4 separate regions of the Mus musculus genome follow, and regions 1, 3 and 4 are each linked to region 2. Evidence: chromatin contacts called from public HiChIP or PLAC-seq and promoter capture Hi-C data. All regions are on one chromosome and are shown on one strand. The core of a region is the stretch at or near the end of the contact, and the rest is flanking DNA. Distances in the headings are between cores, read along the strand shown.

What was found. Promoter capture Hi-C pulls out the DNA fragments that hold promoters and counts their contacts. HiChIP or PLAC-seq counts read pairs in DNA pulled down with a chosen protein or histone mark.
Region 1: a contact with region 2 is called in an H3K27ac HiChIP or PLAC-seq map of microglia, with 5 times the contacts expected there. The contact joins the promoter of Nckap5l here to the promoter of Dhh in region 2. A contact is called at or near these places in 2 of 39 promoter capture datasets (hippocampal neurons and pre-B cells), 1 of 115 datasets of contacts at active chromatin or transcription factors (microglia) and 2 of 9 other capture datasets (liver and pancreatic islet).
Region 3: an H3K4me3 HiChIP or PLAC-seq map of embryonic stem cells shows a contact between it and region 2, with 5 times the contacts expected there. The contact joins the promoter of Aqp5 here to the promoter of Dhh in region 2. A contact is called at or near these places in 2 of 39 promoter capture datasets (both in liver) and 1 of 115 datasets of contacts at active chromatin or transcription factors (embryonic stem cells).
Region 4: a contact with region 2 is called in a promoter capture Hi-C map of liver, with 2.3 times the contacts expected there. The contact joins the enhancer-like site here to the promoter of Dhh in region 2. A contact is called at or near these places in 7 of 39 promoter capture datasets (3T3-L1-derived adipocytes, embryonic stem cells, frontonasal cranial neural crest and 3 more) and 1 of 115 datasets of contacts at active chromatin or transcription factors (embryonic stem cells).

Annotation. Positions count from the first base shown.
Region 1 is chr15:99,455,097-99,462,801 of GRCm38.p6, forward strand. Nckap5l (NCK-associated protein 5-like) reads right to left here and starts at 2,652. Exons shown (of 13, transcript NM_001001884.1): 1 at 2,536-2,652.
Region 2 is chr15:98,894,780-98,901,767 of GRCm38.p6, forward strand. It overlaps Dhh (desert hedgehog), which reads right to left and starts at 3,761. Exons shown (of 3, transcript NM_007857.5): 1 at 3,191-3,761; 2 at 34-295. The coding sequence starts at 3,493.
Region 3 is chr15:99,588,696-99,596,371 of GRCm38.p6, forward strand. Aqp5 (aquaporin 5) reads left to right here and starts at 2,333. Exons shown (of 4, transcript NM_009701.4): 1 at 2,333-2,939; 2 at 3,967-4,131; 3 at 4,551-4,634; 4 at 5,440-6,134. The coding sequence starts at 2,577. The coding sequence ends at 5,625. All of the region lies in intron 3 of Gm34765 (a long non-coding RNA gene), which reads right to left.
Region 4 is chr15:99,415,075-99,422,359 of GRCm38.p6, forward strand. Nckap5l (NCK-associated protein 5-like) reads right to left here. Exons shown (of 13, transcript NM_001001884.1): 13 at 6,960-7,285. Among named protein-coding and RNA genes, the nearest start is that of Nckap5los, 14 kb to the right of the region's middle. RefSeq lists an enhancer at 4,880-6,483. Within about 2 kb of position 5,602, at least 174 of the 459 cell types and tissues checked have an H3K27ac peak or open chromatin away from gene starts, as enhancers often do. A contact at or near this core is called in embryonic stem cells, liver and pre-B cells, where this site is marked.

The DNA.
Region 1 (7,705 bases), core at 1,402-3,901, 560 kb after region 2:
TAACTGCTTTCTGGGAAACTGACTTCCCTGGGAGTTTCCACTATCCATTTAGAGGGCTTCACACCAGTGAGGGAGGTTTCTTAGGGTTTCACCTACAAGCCCTCTGTTGATGCTTCACTCACACAGGCTGGCAGGGCTGGGGCTAAAGGGCTCCCCGGACCTAGGGAAGCTGAGAGTGAAGGACATTGCAGGAGAATGTGCCTCACATCCCGGAGCCTCTTTAAGTACCACCATCTCCTTCATCTGGGAGCCCAAGGACGAAAACAAATGAGAACATGGAGCTGTTTGGTTCTTGGGCTGGGAAGCAAGCCCTGACCTGGAGCACTAGAGTCCCGAGAAAGCCCTACCTCAGAGGTAAGGGGGCTGGGCAAAGCAGGGCAGGGGCAGCTTCCCCCTGTTGCTTGGAGGTACAGAGGTGCAGTGTGTGGAGACAGCAGGTAGGATGGGCAACAGCAGTGGGGCCCTCCTTGCCTTCTTCCCACAAGAGGGTGGATGAATGTGCTGGCCTCCCTGGCTTGGATCCTAAAACAAGTCCCAACAGCTGAGATGCAAACTGTCTGCTGGGAATCTGCCTACCCTGCTGGCCCTTGGCTGCCTCCTCCTCTCTCAAACCCTCCCCAAAGACCCAACTCAAAGACTGGCCCAGTCATGATGTCTCACCTTGATGGGTGGGCCGAACCTGAGCCAGCAGGAGTTCATACCCCAAGGCACCGGGGTGAGCAGAAAAGGCCTATTCACGGGCGGAACAAAGTTCTGTTTTTCTCAATCCAAAATGCTAACCCTAATAAACTGTAGCCCAGCAGTTTAGCTCTCTTAACAGAGCCAGCCTGCTGGAGGACCCTTCACCCCTCACCCCTCGAGTCACCACCTCTGTGCATGTTTGTGTGTGTGTGTGTGTGTGTGTGTGTGTGTGTGTGTATGTGTGTGTGTGTATGGGAGGTTTAGATCTTTCTGGTCCTACTGCTGAGCTCTGAAGATGAAGGAAACTATGCTCAATAGAAGCAAACCATCTTGCTCAAGGTCACAGCGCAGGCTGCAAGACCAGGGCCCAGGGCTCTTGACTCTGGCCATCCTGACAGCAACTCAGTGCACATACACGAATATTCTCTGCCATGTGGTGGAGTGCATCCCTTCTCTGAAGCCCGACTCTTCCAAAGGCTAGAGCTGGAGAATACTGTACAGCCAAAGACACCTTAGGTAGACCACAGGTGCTGGAAACAAAACCAAACAATCTATGTGGGAATACAAGGAACTCTGCTCACACACTAGGGATGGGTTTTAAAAATCTGAGAGCCAGGTTTTCAGGCCAGATTGGGAGGGGGGGGGGTCCTGTAAGATTGAAGAGGGTCTACAACAAAGCAATTGTACAATGCTCACTTCCCCTCAGAGGCCTGAGCACACAATAGTGAGAGACTCCTTCCCCATGGTTCCTCAAACCAGTCCTGATTGCCGGCCTCTGTCTCCAACCACTTCCTCTGGCTGACAATTGTGTTTAAGCAGGAGGGCCCACTGGAGAACGGGAGAGTTGGCGGAGAGGGAAATCAAAGATTGCCTCCAAACCTAAGGAAGCCTTCAAGCCTAAAACCTCCAGCTCCTGAGGAAGGCGGTCTTTAAAAAGCAGCTGTTGGGCAGGCTGGGTGGGTTCATGTGAGCCCTCTGGAAAACCAGGCTTAGGAGATGAAGGCCTTCTGTGCCCTTGGGACAGCGCCAAGGCTAGAGAGACAAGAGGGGCCTTCCGCCCAGGATATAAAAAGAGGGAGTTGGGGTCCCAACTGCCGCTCTCCTGGGCCTGCTAAACCAAGGGAATGTCAGGCACAAATAAATTCTCTGCATTCTTTTCAGCACCCCAGCCCAAACCCAGAAACCTTTTCAGTCGGGGCTGCCCTGTCCCTTACTCCAGCCCAACCCATCTCCTTCGCTCAGCCTCTATTCAGCATGCAGGTTGTCGGGTTCCCTTCTTCCCACAGCCCCTCAGAGCCTCAGCAGGGTGGTTCCCAAGACCCGGTCACTCCGCCTTTCCCCGCCTCCCCCACGCCCTACAGCCCCGGGCCACAGGGACTGGAAGGAGTGCGAAGGGGTGCCCCGGGCTGCAGTCTGCGCCTGCGCTTTGGGGAGAGCCCCCTCCCTCCGCAACCCAGCACCGCTAAACGCTACCGGGACCGTGGGATACGGGGAGGGTGGGATGCGCAGTGGGGGCAAGGTCAGTGCTTTCAAAGAGGGAGGGACACCCGCCACCGGAACATCCCCCCACTCCCGAAAGTTTCCCTTCCGGGGCCACCGAGTGTGCGCGAGGATGGCGCAGGGGGCGGGAGGGGGTGGGGTGGGGGGGTGGACAAAGTCACAACAGGACCCCTCCTGGGAGAGTGCAGCGCGAGGGACCGGCAGGCGTCGAGGTGTGGGCCGGAAGCCTCGCTCGCTGCCCCTTCCAGCCAAAGCTGCCACGAGAGCCTTTCACTCCACACTCCGCGGCCCCCACCCGGGGCGTGCGGCCCCCCACCTCTCAGCCCGTTAAATGCCAAACAGGCCTGAACTTACCGAAATCAGGTGCTGAGCTCGACTGGCTTGGTCCACAGGGTCCATGGCCGCATCTCGGGGGCGGGAGGGCGAGGGGGGTGCAGGAAAAGGGGGGTACCGGAGCCACCTCTTGATGTCAAGGCTTTAAAGGGGCCAATGAGCCCCGCCCCTCGCCCAGACCCCGCCTCCCTCCTCCCGCTCAGCCAATCCACGCTCAGCCTGGGTGCCTGCCCCTCCCAGCTCTATCCAGATGTTCCCAGGACGAGAGCTAAGTCTGCCCGGCCGGCGCGCGCCGCTTCCGCCCGAGTGGGCAGGGCCTCCCCTCCCCTCCCCCCTGCGGAGAAACACTCTTCCTCAGGCCGGAGCTGACCTGCAAAGCCTTCGCGGTGCTCCCGGTGCTCCTGGTGCTGGGGATCGGGATGCCAGGCCCGGCCGAGTGGGACTGGAGCCGGGGCATTTAGAACAGAGAAAACTAAGTAGGTTTGCGCGGGCCCACGGGCATGCGCGTCTGCTTCCGTGGGTCTGGGCGTGCACGTGTATGTGGTTGAGAGCGTGTTTGTAATTTGCTGCATACGTGTTAGGTGCAAATCTACAGGAAGAGGCTTGAGTGTCTCCTTGGCCTGAAATGCACCCGCCTCTCTTTTCCATCTCTAGGTCGGGGACCTCCCAGAAATCTGGAAACTGGAAGCGAGGAACAGGCACATGTGTAGAAAGCAGTGCTGGTTTAAGAAGCAAGGCAGACCCAGGCGTGGTTGCTCATGAGAAATCCTCGCACTTGTGAGGCAGAGGCAGGTAGATCTGTAGTGCAGAAAAAAGAGACTGTGGTTGGTTTTTAGCTACTTTCTGTCAGGGAAGAAGAAAGTACAGTCCAGTCACTTCACTAACCGGGAGGAAACAAGCTAACTCTTGCAGGCCTTTGCAACTTAAGAGCTCAGTACGGTTGTCCTTGGTCTGTTTGTTGTTACTGATTGGTTGAGACAGGATCTCTAACTCTGGCTAGCCAGGAACTCATGATATAGGCCTGGCTGACCTTGAACTTGTCATGATCCTATAGCTTCTGTCTCCATTTTGGTCCTTAAACACTTCCTTGCCCTTCGGTGGATACCTTATAATCCTCAGCTATATGCACTGTATTAACTGGCCTGGATGCGCACACAGGGGAATTCAGAGGTATCTTTGGACACTTTGTATATTTTATTAATATTGCTTCTCTCTTAGGTGTACAAATGAGACTTAAAGCAAAATTAGTCCAGTAAAAGAACGGGTGCCCTACAAGAATGTAGGGTGGTCAGGTTGGCTGGGATGCATTTAAGGGGTCCTCTCTGAAGAAGGCATTTTAGAGTGGGAGTCTAAAGATGGAGAACTTGAGTAGGACCCAGGCAGGAATAAAGACAAGTGATTGGCAAGAAGCTAATTACCAGAGTGGGATAGCAAGCAAATCCTCTTTTGTAGGGGGGGGGGGGCAATGCAAGAGGTTTTATCTGGAAAACAGAATGAGCATTTATATAAGGGAGTCATTTTGGATTAAACAACAACAACAGAAGAAGAAGAAGAAGAAGAAGAACAACAACAACAACAACAACAACAACAACAACAACAACAACCACCACCACCACCACCACCTCCGGTCTCGCTGTGCAATTCAGGCAGACTTCCAACGCTCTGCCCCCCAGTGTCAGGACACAGGTGTCATGTACTGGGTGTCAGGACCGCAGGTGTGCCACCAGGCCTAGAGCATGCATGCACACACCAAGCATGCACTCTGGTGCCGAGCCAAATCCACAGCCTTCCACTCCCTCTTCATCTTGTTTCTTGATGTTCTTTGAGGGTGCCTTTGGACACTACAGGACTGATTAATCCTTGGCCAGTCATCCCGTATTTACGGAATAGGGATTAATGTGCTGACCCCGGGGGGATAACAATAATTAGACACAATCTCCCCTCAAAGGGTTTTGAAGCCCAACACAAATGATGTATCTGCGGTTCTTGCGTCTTGGGATGGAAATCTTAAGTCCGTCAGGTATTTCTAACTATTTTAAATGTTTTGCAGGTGACTGAATTTTTGGAAGCAAATGACATCTAGATTGGTTGGGTTTTTGTTTTGTTTTGTTTTGTTTGTTTGTTTGGTTGGTTGGTTGATCGAGACTGAGTGTACTGGAATTCTCTCTAGACCATGCTGGCCTCGAACTCAGAGATCTACCTGCCTTTGCCTCTCTCCTGAGTGCTGGGATTGAAGGTGCGCGCCATTGCCCGGCTTAGAGTGTTTGTTTTATGTTTTGTTTTGTCTCTTTCATGTGCTCACCCTTATTTAGTAGGCACAGACAGAGCATTTGTCCATGGCCTTGCCCTCCTGGCTGGCCCTGGAGCACTTGCTATTTTGATAGGCTTCAGGCTTCAGCTGTGAAGCTGTAGCAGCGCTCCACGGTTATTTTCTTGGGTGAGGCTTGCTACGTTTTGACTCGGTTTTACTAATCAATTTATTAAAAGTCTGAAGCCCCAAGATTGATTATTCTCCATTCTTAGTCTGCATCACTAATGACATCCTTCCCTTGTTTGTAATAAGATGAGCTAAGACTTCTTGGGGGCTGGGGCTGTAGACTGCTGTTTACACACCCGTGTGATGGTGTGGCATAACTGCGTATATAGTGATGATGACCCTAGAAAGCCACGCCCTCACTACTCACAGTGGCATTTGAATTCAGATCTCCCGGAACTGAATAATGGGTGATTGTGAGCCACCTTGTGAGTGCTGAGACTTAACCCTGGTCCTCTGCAATGGCATCAGGGTACTCAGCTGCCTTCCCACATTCTCTGCTTTAATGCTGTGTGGTTGACCATTTAGCGCTGGGTGTCTTCCCTCTTCAGAGGTTGGCGTTGAATCACTTTGCTGCCGTGCTGGCTGAGAAGATGGCCAAGTTTAGAACTCCTGGAATTAAGAGATAGTTGGGTTGTCAACTAGCTTCTCAGAATACCCTAACCTGCCTATTTTTTTTAGGTTGGGTCAACTTCAGGACACAGTCTAGATATTACTACTCCTACTAAGAAGGAGAAAGGTGCTGGCTAGTGCTCAGTTAATTTTCTCAACAGGAATAAGCATTGCCAATGTACTTTGAAATCTCTCACTGGTAAGATATGATGGATCTGCTCACATCTTTTAATTATTTTTTTCTTTTCTCCTCCTCCTCCTCCTCCTCCTCCTCCTCCTTTTCTTCTTCTTCTTCTTCTTCTTCTTCTTCTTCTTCTCCTCCTTCTCCTCCTCCTCCTCCTCCTCCTCCTCCTCCTCCTCCCCCTTCTTCTTGTTGGACCTAATGGTCCAGGCTTAAGGACCCTGCTACTCAGGAAGATCACAAATTCAAGGCCTGCCTGAGTTACAGAGTGAGTTCAAATGTCAGTTTAGGTAATTAAATGAGACCCTATCTCAAAATAAAAAGTAAATAAAGAGATGGGGATATTGCTCAGTGGGAGAGTACTTGCCTAGTATGTATGAGGTCCTGGGCTTAGTCCCCCAAATTTTTACTGCACGTTTTTTTCTATGCCAGGCATTGAGCATATGGTACCAGGCTAAGTAGTAGGGATGACTTGCAGACGTACCAATGTGAGAAGTATCCTAAGAGCAAAGCAGACTCTTGTGTGGTTTTAGGTGAGGGTTGGGGTAGAGCTGGTAGGATGCATAATCAGGCTAATATTTTGTGTTTTGTTTTTGAGACTGGGTCTCATTGTGTAGCCCTGGCTGGCCTGGAGTTCCCTATGACAGGGGTTCAAAGCCTTCCTGATGCTGCGATCCCTTTAGTACAGTTCCTCATGCTCCGGTGAGGAACATAAAATTATTTTCATTGCTACTTTGTAGCTGTAATTTTGCTACTGTTATGGATTGTAATGTAAATATCTGCTATACAGAATATTTGATATGTGACCCCTGTGAAAGGGACATTTAACCCCCAAAGGGGTCATGACCTATGGGTTGAGGCTGTCCTTGAACTCGGAGAGATCTGCCTGCCTCCCAGCGCTTGGATCAAAGGTGTGCGCCAGTACACTTGGCTTCAGAGCTGTATTTTGGAAAGATCGCTGTTGTCACAGTCTGGACAGACTGAAGTCAGGGCCACCAGGCAGAAAGATTTATAATAATTGGGGAAAAGGAGGGAAAGTGAGTGGTCTGGGGCAGGACTGTGAGAGGAGTGATGGGTATTAGAGACACAGAAAATATGGCAGGCTGGGTATGTGCTGCATGCCTTTATCTCACCTCTTGGGAAGGATCTCTGGGAGTTCGAGACCAGCCTGGTCTACATTCTGAGTTTCAGGTCAGCCAGAGCTACATAATAGAGATACCATGTCGCCATAAACCAAGAACCAAACACCAAACAAAGAAAATGGCATACATAGCTGTAGAAGCAATGGACCTTGGGGTTAGAAGGGGAGGGACGCAGAGAGGAGGCCAAGACCTTTAAATGGCAGACTTTGCAGCCAGGAGGGCTGCTCACTGACATAAAAGATGCTGGGGAAGAAGAGGTTTAGATGGCCTGCTTGCTTCCAAACAGGTTGGCACTGAAATGCCCAGAAGTGGGGCTGGAGAGATGGCTCCATGATTAGGAGCACTGACTGCTCTTCCAGAGGTCCTAGGTTCAGTTCCCAGCAACCACATGGTGGCTCTCAACCATCTGTAATGGGATCCGATGCCCTCTTCTGGTGTGTCTGAAGACAGCTACAGGTACTCACATATGTAAAATAAGTAAATGAATCTTTTTTTTTTTTTTAAAAAAAAAAAAAGCCCAGCTGGGCATGGTGGCGCACACCTTTAAATCCCAGCACTTGGGAGGCAGAGGCAGGCGGATTTCTGAGTTCAAGGCCAGCCTGGTCTACAAAGTGAGTTCCAGGACACCCAGGGCTACACAGAGAAACCCTATCTTGAAAACAAACAAACAAACAAACAGAAATGGCCAGAAGGTACCCTACTGGAAATTGCCTATCCACATTGAGTGCTTCCTTTGCAGTTCCCCCTTCCTAGTGCTCCCTTCCCAGTGCTCCCTTCTTAGTGCTCCCTTCCCAGTGCTCCCTTCCTAGTGCTCCCTTCCCAGTTGCTGCTGTTCCTCAGGAGAGGCTACAGATACACTGCATGTTAACCTCAATCCTTAGGACAATCCTGTCTATATATACTGTAGTGCATCATCCAGCCTAGAGAATCCCACCATTTCCT
Region 2 (6,988 bases), core at 2,511-5,010:
TTTGGATGGACCATCATCTGGCCTCTACTGTACCAGCTTTGACCGATACGTGGATGTGGTTGCGGGACTCGTAGTAGACCCAGTCGAATCCGGCTTCCACAGCTAGGCGCGCCAACAAACCATACTTATTACGGTCACGGTCAGACGTGGTGATGTCCAAGGCACGGCCTTCGTAGTGGAGTGAATCCTGTGCGTGGTGGCCGTCCTCGTCCCAGCCTTCAGTCACACGTAGGCGTACTCCGGGCCACATGTTCATCACCGCGATGGCTAGAGCGTTCACCCGCTCTTTGCAACGCTAATGGGGGGAATAAAGAAGCGGGTTTCCCACTTCCCACCATCACCAGGCAAGGTGAAGAAGGGCGAGGCAGAAGGAACATTAAAGCATCTTTATTCTCTGGATCCATTTCACTCCCTCTCCCAGCGTTTGGGAGTCGTGGGCAAGAGAGGATGTGAATAGGTGCAGTCACCAGTCTGTACTCCCTTGCCTGGGCATGCTTGGAGAACCGAACCGGTCTGATGTTGAGAGGGGGTGTACATACCTAGTTATTCCCACATTAACAGGGCTCGCCCCTCACCCCTATTTGTTCCATGACCTCATCACAATCAGAGAGAACCGTAGTAGAGAGGGAGAATGGAAGTTTGGCTAGAGAGGGCCTGGCTCCCCAATCGAGCCCTATTTGAGCTTGACCTCCGCCCCGGGCCCCAGCTGCCCTCCCTCCGTCTGATTCATCTTTTGTTTGGTTGCCTTCCCTGGCACTGGGCATTGCTTCCTTCCTTCCTTCCTTCCTTCCTCCTCCTCCTTTCAGCCTCTAGCGTTAACCCATTGGTGGTCTGGGTGCGCCCCTACAGAGGTGCCCAAGAGGAGCCGCGTGGGATCAAGGCTGCTGGAAAAAGGGTTGGGTGGCGGGGGCTGCACGAAGCACAATGGCTATTCTCCGGGATGACTTAACTAAGCGAGAATCTCGGGCCGAGGCCGGGAACGCGTCGGGAGAAGCGGACTCAGCAGCTACAGCTACAAAGACGCTTTTCAGCCGCCCCGGCTCAGGGAGAGGAAAGGGCAGAGCGCCGCGCCCTACATCCCCGCTCCCGCCCGCCAGGTCCCCTCCCCCAGCGTGGCCAGACTGCCACTGTGTCAGTCCTGAGAGCCCCCATCTCGCCCGTCTCTGTTCCAGAATCATCCCTGAAAGGCGTGGGAGCAGAAGCACCTGAGAATGGAGCTGCCCTGGCGTGGAGCTGCCCCCACTTCCCTGCTCAGGGTGGGAGTGGAGCAACAGGAGCCACAGCCGCGGGCCTGCACCCCCGGGGGAGGGAGGCCACAGTTATCTTGGCTGCTCCGGTCTGGGAGTTGGAGACCTTGGCGCGCCAGAGCCGGGGACAAGGCAGGAGCAGGAGCGCAGGAGGACCGGCCGAGAACAACTTTTTTCTTTGTCTCTCACCTCGAACTTGGACTGGAAGTGTTTGCTAGAGGGACATTTGCCCCCTACCCTTCTTTCTAGTCAACTTCACCTCTGCAGAGGCACTGGACAAGTGGTAGCTCTTTCTAACTTTGTGTCGTTTTGTCCCCTAAGAAGGCCCTGACCTGCGGGGGCAGTAGCCCAGTACAGAGCCAACTCAATGGAGTCCTTTTGCAGTCAGGGTGTGGGAGATAAGCAGGACTGGGTGTGTGTGTTAGGGGGGTTTCCCAGGCCCCTGGAGGCCTCCTAAGCCTGTCGCTTGTTCTATCCCTCTACTGCAGGTTTCAGCCAGAGGCAAGGACTGTAATGTCCCAGGGCCAAGGTGAGGAAGGGAAGGGCCTTCCCAGTTTACTGGAAAGAGGATGGCTTCATCACTGGGACAAGAGGGGATTCTTGGCTCGGAGTAATTGGTTCTCACCTTCCATCCCAGCAATCAGGAGGTAGAGGCAGGAGGATTTCTATGAGTGCTACCTAGCAAATTTTAGATCTGTCAGGGCTATGTAGTGTCTCAATAGATAAGTAAGGAAAGAAGAGAGAGAGAGAGAGAGAGAGAGAGAGAGAGAGAGAGAGAGAGAGAGAGAGAGAAAAGGAAGGGAGAGGAAAGAAATTCTTTCTCCCCTGTACAGGTTTTCCTAACCACATAACCTGGAAAACTATGCAGTTAGTCAGAGGAAATCCGTACACCACACACACACACACACACACACACACTACCCTGCCTGCCCCTTGCACACACAATTAGGTGGTGTAATGGAAAGTAGATAGGACTGAGAACCAGGAGTCCTGAACCTGCTCTCAGCAATGCTACAATTTGGCTGTGAGGCTTTGATTAAGTTGCTTTTCCTCTCCTGCAGCCCAGCTCTCAGATATAAAATGAGGGGTGGGGTGGGATGGAGAAACACGTCTTCTGAGTTTCCTGTCAGACACTCTACAGCACTGGCCATAGGGGCTCTGGGCCCTTCCCTTCCAAGCCATGGCCCACTGAGTCGGCTTGGTTCAGTGCCCCTCTGTAGCATGTACCCCAGAATGCTAGCTGATATTCAAAGCAGAGTCCTCAAGCTAAGGTGAGTTTAGATGGCCCAGAAACCCTTGATTCTCAGGTGTGTCTGTCTGTTCTGAGGACTGTTTTTTGGTCACCCCCACCCCAAAGTCTGTTGTTTAGACCCTAGTATAGGCTACCTTTCCCGTGCCAAGGACAATGGCCACCCCATCCCCAGGTAGATGGTCTGGTCTGGTAACCTGACTCTTGCCCATCTCTTTTCCAGCCCCCTTCTTTTGGCTCACAGAGCTTTTGGACATCAGGCCAAGAGCCAGGCTAAGTGTAAAGCCTTATGCAGTCTACCTATCATAGCCAGCTCCTGGCCCCCAGCTCACCCCAGCCCTTCCTGCCTGGCTCGGTGACTGACCCCCGGTCCACGCCTCAGCCATTTCCCGTCTCGCCTGCCGCCATCCTCCTTTCCCCGCCCTCGCTCCAGCCTCTCCCAGATTCACTCTCACTGGGCAGTTCCTCCTCCCCCTCCCCATCGCAGACTCTCTCCCCATTTGGATACCTCCGAACCACTATCCAGCCACCAGGTTATTTGCTTTCCTGAAGGGTGTGATGAAGGAGATCTCACTTTATTTTATTTTAGTTTAGGGTCTCTGGGGATGAAGGAACAGTTCATCCTCCAGGGTTGTTGTAGGAAAATTGAGGAGCTGGTGGTGTGGTAGAGCAGGTGGGGAGAAACTCTCCTTACCTCTGTCATCAGGCGGTCTGCGCCGCTGTTCTCCTCATCCTTGAAGATTATGTCGGGGTTGTAGTTGGGTACGAGGTCCCGGAAGCGCTCCGACCCCCTTGTTACCCTCCCCTCCGCTGGCCCACTCGCGCCCAGGGTCCGCTCGGGCATACTGGGCACAAACTGCTTGTATAGCAGAGGCACAAGTTGCTTGCGCACATAACGCCGCCGGCCAACCGGTCCTCGGCCCGGCCCGCAGCTCTGGGCAGATAGTGCCAAGAGTGCCAAGCAGCACAGGGGCAACAGACTGGCCGGCAGAGCCATGGGTGCCGTGGACTTGGGTCGGAAGGGAGCGTTCTTGTCCTCACTGGCTCTCCTGTCAATTGGGCATCTCCGCAGGAGCTAAAGAGCACCGCAGATAGAGAAGGTCCCAGAGTACCTGGAGCGCTGTGGCTCTGAACACTTGGCAGCCGCTAACTCTGCCTACATGCCCTGGGGAACCTGGAACCTACTACTGATAGACTACCATTTACAGAGCAGGTGGGTCGAGGGTGAGTGCCAGCCCAGCCAGTCTCTGCTGCCCGGCTCCCGTGCTCCCAGAAACGCCCTGACTCCGCCTTAAGTGGTCCCGGGCCCCGCCCCCCGCCCTTCTCTCAGGGCTGTCCCGCCCCCTCCCACCCGGGCGGGGGATCTAGCAGTCACAACTGGACACCACTGTTCCATTACTCCACTGAAGTGTGTCCCATCCTGGAAACCATGCAGGCACCTGCTTAGGAAATCCCTGAAGCTTTAGAGTCCTGGCTGCCTGGATAAGCATCCTTCTACCTCCGAGTCTAAATTAGGCACCAAACTATCTTCCTGGGCACTAGTCTTTGCTTTCCTAAAGTCTACCCTGGCACGCCATGCCCTCTGCTGTCCTCCGGGAAGTCTGAGTTCCAAGGCCATCCAAGCCCTTTGGGCAAGCCATCAAAGCCTCCCATCTCCGTGCTCCTCCTCAAGTCTCCCCGATTTCTCTCAACACTCATCCATAACCAAGCAGAGATCCCAGAGGATCATTTTCCTTGGTGGTTTTATATCTTCTTGGGAACAGAGCCTGACACAATCCAGTTTGAGACATTAAAAAAAAAAACAAAAACAAAACAAAACAAAACAAAAAAAAACCCTACTGTGTCTGTCTCTGCCAGCACATGCCATAGCACACCTGTGGAGGTCAGAGGGCTTTTGGGAGTCCACCTTCTCCTTCCTCAGCGGGCTCTAGGGATTGAGCTCCGGTTGACCAGGCTTGTGTGGCAAGTGCTTTTACCTGCTGATCTACCTTGCCAGGCCAGGACTTTCCAAGTTTTATGTCCTCTCAAATGGTTGCCAGATACCCACTTTTTATCCCTCCTCTCCTTCTTTTGACAGACTTTACTGTATGTAGTTCAGGCTTGGTCTCAAACTCACTTCACAGAGCAGGCTGACAGCGAATGTTTTCTCCTTTGGCCTCTAGCTTCCCAGCACTGAAATTAGCCATGCACTACCACACCAGGTTTGTGTGGTGCTCGGATCAGAACCAGGGCCTTCAGGGCTCAGCAGTTAAGAGCACTGACTGCTTTTCCAGAGGACCTGAGTTAGATTCATAGCACCCACACAATGGCTAACTCCCTTCTTTCTGTAACTCCACATCCGATGGGGAGGGGGTCCAATGCTGTCTTCTGGTCTCCTCGGGCAACAGGCATACAATTGGTACAAGCAAAATACCCATACTTATAAAATAAAACGTAGCCTGGCGTGGTGGCGCATGCCTTTAATCCCAGCACTCGGGAGGCAGAGGCAGGTGGATTTCTGAGTTCGAGGCCAGCTTGGTCTACAAAGTGAGTGCCAGGACAGCCAGGGCTACACACAGAGAAACCCTGTCTCGAAAAAAACAAAAACAAAAACAAAACAAAACAAAACAAAAAAACAAATAAAATAAACGTTAGGGGTGGGGTGGGGTGTTAATTTCAGCCCTTGGGGAGCAGGGACAGGCAGATCTCTTGTGAGTTGAAGGCTAGCCTGGTCTACAAAGTGAGTTCCAGGACTGCCAAGGCGACAGACACAGAGAGACATCAACAAAACAGAACAAAAGTAAAAACAAAAAACAAAACAAGTATATAAGTTAATTAAAAATAAAATAAAAAGCCAGGATTCAGACATGCCCGGCAAGCACACAACTGATCTTTATGCACTGAGCAACATCCCCATTTCCCTTTGATTGAGATGTTCGCACACAGCCAAGCTGGGCTCATTCTTGCTGTGCTGAGTCCTGGGCTTTCAGGCATGTTCTTCACCCAGCACATCATCTTCTGAGTAAGTTGTCATTTGGAAGCTGCCAAAGGGCTGTGGACACCTAACGTCCTGGTCTGTGGAGGATGGCTCTCTTCTCCTTCCGTTGCCTACCTCCTCCCCCTCTGGGCCATGGAATCTATTTTAAATCCCTCAGGCCTCATCACAGAGACACTTAACCCATTCAGTTACAGGAGAATGTAGTGGAGAACATGAGAACCAGAGGCCACTTGGGGAGAAAAGGATTTCAGCTCACATGTTCCAATCACAGTCCATTCATGAAGGGAAGTCAGGACAAGATCATCAGGAAGGAGACTGGAGAGATGGCTCAGCCATCACAAGCACTGGCTGCTCTTCCTGGAGACACCAGGTTCTGTTCCCAGCTCTTGCATATGGCGGTTCACAACCATCCACAACTCCAGTTCCAGGGGCTCTGACAACCTTCTTCTGACTTTCTGGGGGACCGGGCACAAATATGGTAAATATACATATATACATACATACCCATAAAGCTCTCACATACATAAACCCACAAAAATCTAAAGTGAAAACCTTAAGCCAGGACCCTGGAGGAAGGGCCTAAAACAGAAGCTACAGAGGAGGGCAGGCTTGCTCCTCTGGGGGTGGGGCTGGAGGTAGCACTGCCCACAGTGGGCTGGGCCCTCCCACATCAGTTATTAAAGAAAATGCTCTGAAGATCTACCTACAGCTCAACCTTATGGAGGTATTTCCTCAATTAAGATTCTCTGTTTCCCACGTCTAGATTTGTTTCAAGCTGCCAAAAAGCAACCATGACAATAACAAACCCTGTTTGCTATCATAAAGGTGGAGAGATGGGTCAGCTGCTTTTCCAAAGGACAGAGGTTTAATTCCCAGCACCCACTTGGCAGCTGATCTTTAGTCCGTGTTTCCAATACCAGGGGATCCAACACCCTTCTTCTGCCACAGGCACTGAACTCCCGTGGCACACAGACATTCATTCATTCAGGCAAAATACTCATACACATAAATAAAAACAAAATCTAAAAGTTTTAAAGCCAATTCAAAATTTAAATGCAAGTGATTAAAGAGATGTCCCAGCATGTCAGAGCACACGCTGCTCTTAAAGAAGACCCATGCGGGTCTCCTAGCGCACAGGGTACTGTGACTCAGCTCTAGGGGAGCCAACACCATTTCCCAGCATCCATGGGTATGTGTAGACACACATACATGAATAGACAGTAGATCTTTAGAAAGGCCGCTCGGTTAGAAGAACTTGCTGTTAAGTGTAAAGAAACACAGTAAGACCTGTGTTTGGCTCTTGGCATCCACATGGTGGTTCACAACTTTTGCCATTCCAATTCCAAAGAATAGGATGCCCTCTTCTGGACCCTAGGAGGCACCAGGCATGCACGTGGTACATATAACATTCATGCAAAGGCACTCATATGTGTAAGCTAAAAATAAATCTTTGCATATATATTTTCCATGAGTGTTCTATCTGCACATATACCTGCTTGCCAGAAGAGGGCATCA
Region 3 (7,676 bases), core at 1,083-3,582, 690 kb after region 2:
ACTTCTGGACTCCTCACAAAGTTGCTTGAAATTAAATCACTTTCAAAGTAGAGACAATTCAAATCTATATTTTTAATCCATAAAATGTCAAGAACTAGTTCTTTTGTTTGTTTTGTTTGTTTTTGAGATAGGGTCTTACTATGTAGCCTTTGGGTGACCTAGAACTCACTATGTAGATCAGTCTGTCCTTGAACTCAGCAATCTGCTTGTCTCTGCCTCCTGAAGGTTGGAAATAACAGCTACCATGCCTGGCCAAAACTAGCTTTTCTCCCCTATCCCCCAGTACTGGGCATTGAACTTAGGGCCCTTCATATGCTAGGCAAGAACTCTACCACTGAGCTATATTCCCAGCCAGAACAAGTTCTCGGTCCTTTGTTAGCTGGGAAAGAGAAGGCTCAAATTCCCAGGCAGCACATGAGACCAGCCCGCTCTAAAAGGACAGATTGTGAGACCTATGGATCCAGGAAGACTGTGCCTGGGCAGAGAAGATGCATTCAAAAAGAGGGAGGGTGGCCGGGGAAGGAAATTGAGTTGCAGCCACAGGAAGATGTCTGGCCTGAAGGTCTCTGATCCTGGAGGCACTGCCCTGCTCTGCTGGGGGCATAGCCCTGCGACTCCGGAGAAAAGAACAGTCCACCTGACCAGGGCCGTTGGGGAAGAGCCGCTCAGCAGGAAATGCCAGGCAGAACGGGAACAATAGTGGGGTTTCTTTGGACCCTGTTTTCTTTGGCCTCTTAGCTGCCACCTGGCCCAAAGTTCCTCCTCCCCGTTCTTGCTTTTCCTTAGGCTCCACCCTCAGCCCCTGCTGGACACGTGTATCTTTTCTCTTCCTCTGTTGCACCCTAGGGCTCAATTACCCTAGGAGGCTTTTAAAACTGACCAAGACATGAGGTGACTTTCCTGGGCCTTGCTCTATGGCTGGTACGGTGCAACGGTGCAAAGTGCTCAAACACTAACCGTACGGGGTAGAGGGAGTGCAGCTCTTTTTCTGGGATCCTGAGGATGGGTCCTTGCCCTGCCCCCAAACCCTAGAAGGTCCTCCCTCCAATCTCCTTCTACACATGCCAAACCTGCGGAGGGGGAAGGTGGAGGGTTGGGAGAAGCAATGGAGAGGGTCTGGAAGCCCAAAGAAAAAAAGGACAAGAGGAAGCTGGGAACTAGAAAAATGTGTTGGCCAGTCCAAGAGTGCAAGGACTTGATGGAGTGGGGGTGGGGACGAGAAAAACCAACTGTATGAGTGTGCAAACTAGAAAGTGAGATAGGCCGGCAGAAACAAAGACCTGCAGATTGAAAGAGGCTAAAGGCAGGCGAACTAGATAGAGCTAGAAACAGTAATGGACAGCTCGTTTTAAAAAAAAGGAAGAAAACGTAGAAACGAAGAGTCAGAGAGACAGGCAGAAAGAGGAAGACTCAGAAGTCAAAGGGTGATAGACTGAGGAAAAGAGACAAGGCTAAAAGACTGGTGGGGAGAGGGCGCAGAAACGCAGGAACACATGGAGGGAGAGGGCCAGAGACACAGAAAGAGACAGAGAGACAAAGAGAGGTGGGGATGGGGGTACTGAGACTGTCACGTTGGGAGAAAGACCAACAGGGACAAGAAGCAAACAGCCACTCCGGAGGTCTAGTGTGACTAAAGTGATGGAGTTCTGGGTTGAAAACAGAAGAGGCCAAGACCCTTTCCTCTGACCCCAGTCTCAGGCACTTCCCTAAGCCCAAACAACCCAAATTGATCACCACCCCAGGGTCCCCAAGGGCTACCACTGAGAACGCCTCCTAGAGCCCGCTGCCTAGAGGCACCGCCACACGCGGCGTCGAGGATTGCCGAGCGCAGAGCAGGCTGGCACTGTACTCCCGATCCAACGCCCCCGCTCCTGCCGGGCTGGACCGGGGAGAGGCCCACGATCGCCGAACCGCCCCCGCCACGGGCGGATAAGGAGCTAAGAGGCGCTGTCCTCAGAGACTCTCATCACTCTGACCCGTCCGTGGGTGAGACCGACCGGGTCAAGATGCTCCGGTCGCGCGAGCCCAAGGAGGAGAAAAGGGGAAGGCTGCCGGCCGGCCCCGGACGCCGGTAAAGGCCGGCCGGAGAGGGACTTCCAGAGCTCGGTGCGAGAGGAGAGCCGGGACCGCGCTCAGCCGCCAGGAGAGCCCAGCACGCACGTCGACCAGGAGGGCGCGGGAGCAGCGCTGAGCGCACGATGCGCGCGACCCAGACCGCCGGGCCAGTCTACACTGCCGCGTGGGTCACGTGGCCCGGGCGGGTCCGCCGCTGTGCGGCCGGGGGGCCGGGGGTGCGCGGGGCGGGGGGCTGCGAGCGCGCGCCCGCCAGGCTCGCTCCCTGCGCGCTGCGCTGGCCTCTGGGCGCGGGAGCCGCCCCCGGCCCCCCCGCGCTCTGCCCGCCGCGGGGCGCGCGCCCTCTATATAGCGCGCCCCTGCCCGGTCCGCGCCAGGCCGCCTGCCACGGAGTGGGCACCGCACGTCGCGCAGAGCCCCGCAGACAGACGCCCGCCGCTGCCAGCGCCGCCCCGACGGCCGCCCCGCGACGCAGCCGCTGCCACCGGGCCCCCAAGGCCACCATGAAGAAGGAGGTGTGTTCAGTTGCCTTCTTCAAGGCCGTGTTCGCAGAGTTCCTGGCCACCCTCATCTTCGTCTTCTTTGGCCTGGGCTCGGCACTCAAGTGGCCCTCGGCGCTGCCCACCATTCTGCAGATCTCCATAGCCTTTGGCCTGGCCATAGGTACCTTGGCCCAAGCCCTGGGACCTGTGAGTGGTGGCCACATCAATCCGGCCATTACTCTGGCCCTCTTAATAGGCAACCAGATCTCTCTGCTCCGAGCCATCTTCTACGTGGCAGCCCAGCTGGTGGGTGCCATTGCTGGAGCAGGCATCCTGTACTGGTTGGCGCCAGGCAATGCCCGGGGTAACCTGGCCGTCAATGCGGTGAGTGTCCACCAGACTGTGGAGGGATGGGCAGGGACCCTGGGGACATTTCAGACCAGACCTTCCATGCTCCTCCATCTTGAGAATGGGTACAACCAAAACACCAGGGCATAACTTAGCCAGTAAGAGCAGGCTGACCAACCTCCTGGCCAACCTCAGTGCTCCCGGGTCCTGGCTTCTCTTCACATTCTCCCTCATCTACCCCTCCCTCTCCTATGCTGCATTCCCTGGCCTAACTCCCCAGGGCCGCCAAAACATCCCTTCCATCTCTAATCTCACCTGTGACTTCTTTCTTGTGACCCCCCTTGGTGGTGTAGTTTTAAGGGACCCACCAAGGAGCCATGGATAGTGATGGATGGAGGTCTGGAGCAACCGTGATCTCCCTGGGCTTCCAGTTTACTACCCATGACATGGAGGTGATCAGAGCACAGCCAGTGCCCTGGGGATTACACTTAGAAGCCATGATGTGATGCACCCCCAGTGCTGGCTCCCCCTTTTGTAACCCCTGCTCCTGCCCCCCTGCTGTCTCTCCATCTTTGCAGCCCTAGATTCAGCCCCCTGTCCCATGTGAACTGGGCTCATTAATCAAACACAGAGGAGGATTTTCTCGGCCATTGTCAAGCTGTGAGTCAGACACACTGGAGAGACGGGTTTGAAGTTGGCACCGGCAGCGGGTCAGGCATGGATAGGAGGCCAGGGGCTGTTTGCAGTAGGCAAACTGGGCAGCTGCCCACAGGAGGGAGGGTAAATGCCAGCTCATGGGGGCTGGGGATTGGGCAGAGCCGTTGACACGATGGCACCCAGGAAAACTTGCTGACACCCTACCCTCTGGCTACAGGCCTGAGCTTCAAGCTTGCGCACACTGAAGTGCAGTTTCTCCAACAAATCGCCTGTCTGGATCATGCAGGGGACTTGACTTCCAAGAGCTCAGGCTCTAGGTGTCCTTGAAGACCAGAACCTTACTTGTCTAGCCTGTCACCGAGCCTGAAGGCTGCTAGCAGGGTCCTAACCCAGCTCTTCCTTGCAGCTCAGCAACAACACAACACCAGGCAAGGCCGTGGTGGTGGAGTTAATCTTGACTTTCCAGCTGGCCCTCTGCATCTTCTCCTCCACGGACTCCCGCCGCACCAGCCCGGTGGGCTCCCCAGCCTTATCCATTGGCTTGTCGGTCACACTGGGCCATCTTGTGGGGGTGAGTAGTGCTGGCACAAACCGGGGTGTCATGGAGATGAACAGTGGAACCCCAGAATGCCAGCTCCTCCAGATAGATAAGACCCGATAGAGTTTAAGATCTGGTCTTGGGTATCTAAGCTGTAGCCTTACTGGACTCTAGGTTTGATGTTGCCCATCCCCCCCCAAGACCCTCCATGGACTGAGAAGCTGAGTAAGTGGAAGGGAGGGCGAGCACAGAGACTCAAGCCAGAGCAGGTGCTTAAGAAATGTGGTTTGGTGGGCAGCTGGGCTGCGTGGGCAGTCAGCATCCTAGGGACTGAGAAACCTGGATTTGAGGTGTGGCTGGTTCCCACACTGTGTGACCCTGAGAGAGAGTCAGAATTCTGTGGGAGTGGAAGGGATGGCACCCTCCTCACCGTGACCCCCCTATCTACCCAGATCTACTTCACCGGCTGTTCCATGAACCCAGCCCGATCTTTCGGCCCTGCGGTGGTCATGAATCGGTTCAGCCCCTCTCACTGGGTGAGTGCGGGCCTTCCCCCGGCTCCTGAAAACACGGCAGCGTACTGAACTGAAAATCCAGAATTGACTGGACATTCTGGGTGTTGTCGGACCAGATCTTGGGGGTTGGACAGAGAATGTCTTTAGAAGTACATGGGAGTGGGGGTGGGGTCTGTGTTAATCTGAGGACTTTGTCTGCCCCTCTGTGTATCTGTCCTCTGATGCTGTATTTATTTGTCCCTATGAAGATATTGGGGCTTGTTCTTCTGGGACTGTACCCCTTGACAGCGTCTCCATGTGTTAGCCAAGCTTGAAGCTACATCAGGGGGTCTGTGTTAATCTGAGGACTTTGTCTGCCCCTCTGTGTATCTGTCCTCTGATGCTGTATTTATTTGTCCCTATGGAGATATTGGGGCTTGTTCTTCTGGGACTGTACCCCTGGACAGTGTCTCCATGTGCTAGCCAAGCTTGAAGCTCCAAAAAGGATGGTAGAGCCTTGCTGGGCCCTGCATTTTGGAAGACACATGTTTTGGAGGCTCTGTCTGTCTCCTTAGAAAACTCACTTGCCTCTCTTTGGGGTGGGATTGGGAATCCTGTCTCTCCTGGGCTCTGCCTGCCTCCTTAGAGGGTCTGTGGTCCATGACCTTGTCAGTAAGGACTGGTTCACAGTAATCAGCCCCGGAGATGAAAGACACCGTTCCTTCTGGAGGCCTGGAGATCTATGCGTCCATTTCCTTTCAGGGTCCATGGGGTCTGTGCTCTGGTGGGGAAGATCATGGTCCCTGAGCCCTGAGGCTCCTCCTCTGATCTAACTCTGTCTTCACAGGTCTTCTGGGTAGGACCGATCGTGGGGGCCGTCCTGGCTGCAATCCTCTACTTCTACTTGCTTTTCCCCTCCTCGCTGAGCCTCCACGACCGTGTGGCTGTGGTCAAAGGCACATATGAGCCAGAGGAGGACTGGGAAGATCATAGAGAGGAGCGGAAGAAGACCATCGAGCTGACGGCACACTGACCGGCACCGGGCAGGGGCCAGTCCCTCAGCCCCTGGACCACTGGAGAAAAGGAAGACGAAGAGTTTGGAGCACCTCTCCCTAGCATCCTCTCAGCTGGAGAGGCAGCATTGGATCCCCATGCCGCACACGGGGATGGGATGGGAGCAGAAGCCCATGATGGGACACTTGGGTGTGGGCCAGGGACAGGGCCTCTTTGGAATTAGGCAGAACGACTGCCACAGCTCAGACCTCAGAGATTGTGAAGGCAGTGCCAAGCTCACAGCAGTTCAGGACCATCCCAGAAAGGGGTGATAGCCCTGTTTATCTCTCCAACCCAGTATCTCATGTGCCAAAGCCTTCCCCCAGGTAGACAGAGGGGACATTGCCTGAGAGCTCTTCAGGAGAGAGATAGATGGTTCGTCGAGTGCCATCTTATTTATTTCTGGTTAAGATGGGGCGGAGGATGGGGGGGACGCTGCTGGTATTCGGGTTGGGCGTTTCCCAATAAACCACCAATCTTCATATTGTGCCTTCATCTCCCTCCAAAAGCCTCTTGGGACAGTGGCCAGTCACATCTCCCACTTGCGATGTCACACCCTCACTCATGCTCACTTGAGACTACCAAGAAAACCAGGAGACAAGACCTCAGAAAAGGAAGAAAAGCTGAAGCTCAGGAAGGCTGAGAGGACCGGAGAGCTGGCAGGAGGAGAGATCAAATGTAGAGACCGAAGGATACAGAAACAGCACAAGAGACCCGGAGAGGGCCAAGGGCTAGGAATAGGGTCCACGTCAGAGTCACGCGTCCCTCCCAACCATCCCTTCAGCTATGTCAAGTCCGCCACTTGAGGAGCACCTGAGTGTGCCAGGCGGAGTGGAGAAGTGAGCCAGCCACAGCTCCTTGGGATTCCTAAGGGATGACTGGCCAGAGCTTCCCAAGAGTCCTCACCCGGAGCTTCCTTTTCTGGGTCTCCTGGTGTTGCCAAGAGGCAGTGTGCAGGGGGCGGGGGTGGGGGGAGGATGTTCAGACATTCACAACATTACCCAGCTCCTTCCCAGGTCACTTTTGCCCTTTGGGGGTAGGGAGTGGTCCATCACACCCTCCTCCCCTCCTGTCCTGTTCTTGCCTGCTTCTCCGGGAGGAGTGGGAACCAGATGAGGTAAGGCTGAGGTGCTTGGTTTTGACTGCCTCGCTGTGAGAAACAGGGTAAGGACACAAGACCGCGCAGTTCCCAGAGTCCTGGTTAAGGAGCCCAGAGCGGAAACTAGCCGCTGGCATCCAAGTCTTTTTTGTTTGCTTGTTTTGAAAGACAAGGGTTCTCTGTGTAGTCCTGTCCTGGAACTTGCTTTGTTGACCAGGCTGGCCTTAAACTCAGAGATCTGCCTGCTTCTGCCCCTCAAGTGCTGGGACTAAAGGCTGAGCCACCACTGACCAACCTTGCTGCAACTGGAATGATGGACCCTTATGTTGGTATTTATCTGCCACATGGGTTGCCTTGAGGAGAAAATGAAGCAGTGAATGGAGGGTTAGACACTAGTAAGGACAGCACCTCTGAGAGACGGGTGAGCAGGTCTGCTCTCCAGACACTGCCTGAGTCCGCTGCTCCTCGGCAAATCCTCTCCCTCGCTCCTCAGCTTTGCCTCAGAAGAGTAGGAGGGAACAAGAGTGGGAAGAAACTGCAGACCCAGGTTGGGAGGCTGAACCACTCAGCCCTCCTTCAAAACATCCCGGGGTGGAAAGGCAGAGGAACACTAGATCCAAGCCTACCTGCCCCACTGGCTTCATTGGAAAATCAAGCAACGAGATGGGGGTGGAGAAGGAACTTGCCCTGCTGGCTGCAAGCGCCAGTTCCAGCCAGCAGGGGGCAGACTCGTCCACCAAATCCATACTGAAGCTTTTTCTGGGACTGGGCTCTGGCCAGGCAAGGATGGGGTTCTTCAAGATTACAAGGGTGTCTCGGGCTTAGGTTCCCGAGGCCACCAGGGAGCAGCTTCTCACTAGCCCACTCACTTCACTACCCAGGAGAAGGCTTAGAAGAGAACAAAGCTTCACTCCTCCTTTCAGACAGCTCTG
Region 4 (7,285 bases), core at 4,352-6,851, 520 kb after region 2:
CCAGATCTGGTTGCTTATGCCTGTAACCAAAGCATTGAGGCAGGTAATTCAGAGGAACTGCCAGGAGCTTGGGGCCATCCTGAGCTATTCAGTAAGGTCTATGCTAGCCTGAATTGTAAATCCAGCACTTGGGAGGTGGAGGGAGGCCAGAGATTAGGAGCAAGGCCAGTCTAGGTGTCATGGTAAATTAGCTCATCAAACACTGGGGAGATGTAAATTAAAGCAGGCATAAAATATGGATAGAACATACATATAATATATATGAATTTATTACACAAATACATATATGTAATACATGTATATAATGTGTGTATAATATATATGTGTGTGTGTAAGTGTACATATATACATATATGTAGATATTGATAACACTGAGTGCTGCTGGAAGTGTGGAGGAACATGCCCCTCACTGGTGACAGGAGGATGGTGCAGCCTCTGCAGCACTATTTGGCAGCTTCTTATAAACTCAAATTTAAATTAGACCTTGAACTCAGGTCCTCTGCAAGAGCAGTGTGTTCTTTTAACTGCTGAGTTATCTCTCTAACTCTTCTCTTCTCTTTTCTTTTCTTTTCTTTTCTTTTCTTTTCTTTTCTTCCTCTCTCTCTCTCTCTCTCTCTCTCTCTCTCTCTCTCTCTCTCTCTCTCTCTCTTATATTAGTGCTCTTATCTGCATGTCAGAAGAGGGCGTCAGATCCCATCACAGATGGATGCCAGTCACCATGTAGTTGCTGGGATTTGAACTCAGGACCTCTGGAAGAGTAGTCAGTGCTCTTAACCACTGAGCAACCTTTCCAGCCACTCCAGTTCCTTATTTTCATTTTGATACAAAGTCTCATATAGACCAGGCTAGCCTCAAACTCACTATGTAGCTAAGGATGACTTTGAACTTCTGATCTTCCTGCCCCCTTCTGGCCAGTTCTGGAATTACAGGCACTTGCCACCTCATCTCGGTTTTTTTTTTTTTTTTATGCAGGGTTGGAAACTGAACCCAGGTCAGGCTTTGTGCATTTTAGGCAGGGGTTCTACCTCGTGAACACAGCTCCAGTTTTAGTTCTAATTAGCCCCAAACTGGGAACAATTCAGTTATTCTTCCATTGTTGACTGAATAAACCATCTGCACATCTTCAGTGTGGAAATTAACCATGTCATACGCAACAACTCAGATGCGTCCGAAGGCATTTCTGTCCTGTGGTTTCCAGAAAGTGAGGGCACTTGGGAGGGGAAAGCAGAGGGACAGAATCTCACCACTTGAGCCCCCTCCCCCCCCCACCCCCCATACACACGCTGGTCCACAACGCCATTCACATTCAGTGTCCACTACAGGCTGCCCGGTGCTTCCCACCTATTGGGTGCCCTGTGAATGTTTGTTGTAGACTCGACAGGGATGAAGGACAGATATGGGCTGGTCACCCGCTGATGTCATGCCTTCACGAGAGTTTGCTCAGAGTAGTTCAGCTGCCTTGACAGCCCGTCTACGTTGAAACTGGTAGTAGGAAATGTGTCTCCCGGAAAGCAAGGCTGATGGGGAGAACTGGCAGGGATGGACAGGGTATTCATATTCTCTGGCTTCACCCAAGGCTTACCAAAGCTGTCAAGAGGTGGAGGACACCCTGTATTTCTTCTTATAGCCACACGAGGGCAGTGTAGCCCCGCAAACCGTGAAGCTGCCTCCCATGCGCCATCTACTGGCAACATTTTCTCAAGTGGAGGGAAAGGAGTTTTTTTTTGTTTGTTTGTTTGGTTTTTTTTTTTTTCTTGCTTAAAGAATGAAAGGCTTGATATGGCAACCCAACACTTTCAGACATGGAGAGGCCACAGTAGGGACAGGAAGATTGTCATGAACTCAAGGCTATCCTCAGCTACATAGTGAGACGCTGTTTCAAAACAAAACAAAACAAAACAAACAAAAGATAAATTTAATTTCTTGATGGCTCTTCCACCCTAAGACTCTAGCTGCTTTCCCTCGGCCCACACAGTTGCTCCTCCTCCACATATCACTTTGAGATACCCCACCCCCACTCCACCCCACCCCCCACGCTCCCCTTGACAGCTCTTACCTCTGCCTCATTTCATTGGCATGAGATGGGCAAGACTCCACCGCTAACAACACACCTCATCCTTCTGGCTCACCACCCAGTCTCTCCTCACCCGCACTTTGCTTGTTGGGGTGATGGATGAGGGTGGGGTGGGTAGGGTGGGAGCCCAGCCTAAGCTTTCTTTTCTTCCATCCTCTCCTTCTTCATTTTTTCTTTTCTTTTCTTTTCTTTTCTTTTCTTTTCTTTTCTTTTCTTTTCTTTTCTTCTCTTCTCTTCTCTTCTCTTCTCTTCTCTTCTCTTTTTCTTTCCTTCTTTCTTCTTCTTTCCTTCCCTTTCTTTCTTTCTTTCTTTCTTTCTTTCTTTCTTTCCTTCTTTCTTTCTTTCCTTCTTTCTTTCTTTCTTTCCTTCCTTCCTTCCTTCCTTCCTTCTTTCTTTCTTTTTTTTTTTTCTGAGACAGGGTTTCTCTGTGTAGCCCTGGCTGTCCTGGAACTCACTTTGTAGACCAGGCTGGCCTTGAACTCAGAAATCTGCTTGCCTCTGCCTCCTGAGTGCTGGGATTAAAGGCTTGTTCCATCACGCCCGGCTTCCTTCTTCATTTTTCAAACTCAGGACTTTGTTGCTAAACAAACGTCCTACCACTGAGTGACTACCCCAATATGTGTGTGTGTGTGTGTGTGTGTGTGTGTGTGCTCCTCGTGGGTGTAGGTGCTTAGAGAGGCTAGAGGTGTCAGATTCCCCAGAGATGGAGTCATCCAGCGTGTGTACCAGACTTACTGAGTCTCCTGGAAGAGACTCTTCAGTCTGCACTACTGACCCAGCTCTCGGGCCCTGGTGGTAGGTGGGGCGGGGTGGGGTGGGGCGGGGTCTTGCTCTGGCTTTGTAGTTGTGGCTGGCTTGGAACTCTCCGTCCTCTCACTTCAGTCCCCCCAGTGTTATCTGGTGTCGTTTTGAGTGTGCTCTGGAGCCGGCGTGTCTGGGCTTGAATCACGGCTGATCTATACACAGGCTTTAACGTTTTAAACGTTCTGGCTCTCCCTACCCTATCAGACCCGGGTAACAGGATCACCCACATGAAGAGGTTGTATAGAGGATTAGCTGAGTATCCACACACATGGCCGCCCGAGGTAGTGCTGGCGCACTGTCAAGGGTGAGTGTTCTTATGTATTATCCCTGGAGCCAGAGATCACCGCCACTGGCCCTCCACTCGCCACCCCAGTTCCCCCATCAGCAATGCTTCCCTTGGGTTAAGCCTACAACTTTCCTTTTCTCGACCTGAAACCAGTGTGTGCCCCTGCTATACTCTCTCACAAAAACCCATTTTCTCTGAAGTCTGGTGTCAGAGACGCCCATCCTCCGTCCTCCACTGGCTCCAGCCCCGTGAAGATGGGATGGAAGTATCCCCAAAACTCCATCTGTGGTGACCCCCCCACATCCTCTACCCTTAAGGGATGAAATCAAAGGCTTAAAGTGTCTGCTGGGCAAACTGTAAACATGGCTGCCCCTGAGGTGGCAGAGTGACAAGATGATACCACACTGGAAACATTCACACAAGCCATCGCTTCAGAAACACAACTTAGTGATACACACCTGTGAGCCTCACACTGGTGAAGCAGAGGCAGGGGAATGGCAAGTCTGAGTCAGGCCTGAGCTACATAGCACGACTGTGTCTCAAAAAACTAATAAGCATCCAAACTAAAGTCTTAAAAATACTAAGACCACATTACTTTCTTTTCTCTTTTGGACAGGGTCTTACTGTGTAGCCCTGACTGTCCTGGAACTTGTGAGGTAGACCAGGGATTAGAGGTGTAGACCACCACAGCCCTGGAACTCACTCTGTAGACCAGGCTGGCCTCGAACTCAGAAATCTGCCTGCCTCTGCCTCCCAAGTGCTGGGATTAAAAGTGTGCACCACTATGCCTGGCTTCTATATATTTCTTATAAATATATATTATATTTTTTATTTAGATATTATTTATTTTATGTGAGTACACTGTCACTGTCTTCACAAACCAGAAGAGGACATCAGACCCCATTACGGATGGTTGTGAGCCACAGTGTGGTTGCTGCGAGAATTGAACTCAGGACCTCTGGAAGAGCAATGCTCTTAACCACTGAGCCATCCATCTGTCCAGCCCCATATATTCTTATAAAACATATATACTTACATATTTTATTTTAATTAAATATATTTATGTGTGAGCAAGTACGTAGCACACAGAAGTCAGAGGACAACCGATGGCTGTCTGCTCTCTCCTTCCACCATGTGGGCCTGGAGAAGTGAGTCAGGCTTGGTGGCAAGGGCCTTTTACCCCTGAGTCTGTACAGGGGTCTGACTGTTTTTGAAACAGGGTCTTCTGTAGCTGAGGCTACTACATTCTGCAGCTCAGGAAGGCCTGGCCTCCTGCCTCCCAGATGCTGATGCCAAAGTGTCAACACCTCACACCTGGCTTCCAAAAGACCATTTCTTTCTTTTTTGTTTTTGTTTTTTGTTTTTTTTTTTGGAAACAGGGTTTCTTTGTGTAGGCCTGGCTGTCCTAGAACTCACCCTGAAGACCAGGCTGTCCTAGAACTCATAGATCTGCCTGCCTCTGCCTCCTAAGTGCTAGCACGCTGGGCCTTGCTTTCTTCTTATGACAATCTATTATTGAACCTGCGATTTACCATTTGACCCAACTGGCTACTTATCAAGTCCTGATATCCACCTGGCTTGGCCCCCTCCCCCACCCCCAAGTGCTGAGGTTATAGACACACACCTTCAAGCCTGGCTTTTATGTAGGTGCCAGCTATTTGAAACTAGGGTTCATGTTCCCACAAGCAAGAACCGTACCCTGAAACTGGACAGAGGGCTGTGAATCAACCCAGATTTGTAGGTCTTTAATAATTAAAACGTTTTTAAAAAGCTGGTCCCCGGGGCTGGAGAGATGGCTCAGTGGTTAAGAGCACTGACTGCTCTTCCGAGCCAAAGGTCCTGAGTTCAAACCCCAGCAACATGGTGGCTCACAACCATCCTAATGAGATCTGACTCCCTCTTCTGGTGTGTCTGAAGACAGCTACAGTGTACTTAGATATAATAATAAATAAATCTTTAAAAAACAGCTGGTCCCCTTCCCTAAAATCACAGACGACCCCACAAGTACTTACCGTGAACTTTTGGCTTTAAGAGATTTATTTATACACTTGAATTACCCCAGAGAATAAGGGCGGGGATCTAGAGCTGGGGTTTGCTACAGAGCATGTTTTCTTTTTTTAAACTTTTTTTTTTAAAGGAAACAAAACATACTATTTGTGGGGGGGAAAAGTAGAAAAAAGGAAATAAAATAAACCCCTGGCAGCCTTAGAGAGGCTATTTTTTTTTTCTTTTTCTTTGTGTGTGTGGGTGTCGCGGAGGGAGGGGTGGGGGCGGGGGGCTTCCTGCAAAAGGAGAGGTGCCAGTGTGCGGAGCCCGCCTCTTTCCCGCCTTTTGGCTTTGGCCTTTTGGGGGAGGGCAGCTGTCTGGCAGTCTGAACTTCCTGTGTTTGGGAAACCCGGCTGAGGTCTTACATGAACATTCGCCCATTGTTCTTGAGGAGAGTGAGGTCACAGTAACTTTACAAGCAGCTGTTGCAAACCGAGACACCAAGTGTTCTGCCCCAGCCATGATCAAGGAGGTTTTCAGCAAAGCTTTCCTTGAGCGCCAAGAAACCGGGCTCCCTGGAGTATCAATAAACCCACATGCTCCCGCCCTCAAATTCTTTCAGTTGGAACCGAGCCCTGGGTCCGGGGAGGGGGGCCATTGTCATGTGGGCTATGGCTGACTGGGATCAGGCAGGAGTTGGGGGAGGGGGAGATTGTCATGTGGGCTATGGCTGACCATGGTGGGCAGGGCTGCCTCCCGGGACCACTATGGTTCCTGCAGCCTATCCTGCCCTGGGACATTTCTCCAGTCAACTCATTCTGACCCAGGGACCGAGGTGGCACCTGGTATTTTCAAATTCCTAGCATACTGAGCAGACCCTGTCGAGAACATGGATTTTGGTCTTAGCTTTGAAGTGAAGATGAAAGCCCACCATGCCAAACTCCTTTCCAGGAAGGAATGGGATCTAGGAGGCCAACGCAGTTCTAACAGGAAATGATGTAATGCATCAGGCTTAGGGCAATAACAGGTCAAGAAACCAGTCAGGAGTTGGTCAGAAACCAAGATGCAGACTTCCGTTAGTACACCTAGGAAGGGGCAGGGACAAAACTGCATTGTCAGACCCTGTTCTGGTCTTGTTAATTTCTTCAGTGATGGCGTCAGCTAAGGGAAGATGGCAGATGTGGGCGGAGCGTAGAGCGTGAAGGAGAACAGGGGCGGGGCCACCTGGCCTCAGGCTGCTGATGGGGCGGGGCCACCTGGCCTCTCAGTCTAATATACAGATGAGGAAAACCAAGGTTTGTAGTGATAGGTTTTTTTAGGAACGCCAGCTCTGGTGATAAATATCCTTGGCTTCTAGTGCTCCCGAGTCATATAGAGATGGTTTATAAAGCACGAGGAAGTGAGTTGAGAGACAGCATAGTGTGCCGGTGTGAGGGTAGTCCTCTCAGGCTCTTCCCCTCTCGGCCTGGGTAGTCACTGACTGTCCCGTGTCTATATATAAAGCCAGTGGGACTGCTCCGAACTGGCCAGTCCCCAACCTGGAGCATAGAGAGGTTTGAGCGCATGATCACAGGCCTCTTCCCCATCTTTCTCACCAAGGCTGCATGGCCTTGTGTGCCCTCTGGTCAGTGACATCCTCTGGGCTTCAGATCTACACAGGTCACTGTAAGTCACCTTCTAGCCAGCTCCTCCAGGGGAAGGGCACAGAGCCTCATTAGAGCACCCGAGGGTCCCTGGACCTACCCACCAGTCCACCCGAAGGATTATAGAGAAGCCAGCAAGCACAAAGGGGGGGCTGCCACACAACAGTCACGGTGGGGAGAGGCCTCCACGTTTTATTAGGGATGCTGCAGAAGCAGGGCTGCTTTTCAACAACAGATAAATTAACCGCAGTGCGGGTAGGGGTGGGGACTGGGCCAGGCGCTTATATATATATATATATATAAAAACAAAGATGAAGACAGACAAACAGACCCCACGATGTGGGGAAGGGAGGCAGCACCATTCAGACAGCAGGGAGGACCAGGGCAGAGTGAAGGCGACTTGTCCCCCTCACCCCCAAACTCCATAAGCCTGGGGCTTCCAAAATCAGCCCCATGGGGGCTTTGGGGCAGGGTTGCAGCCAGGTTGGGCAG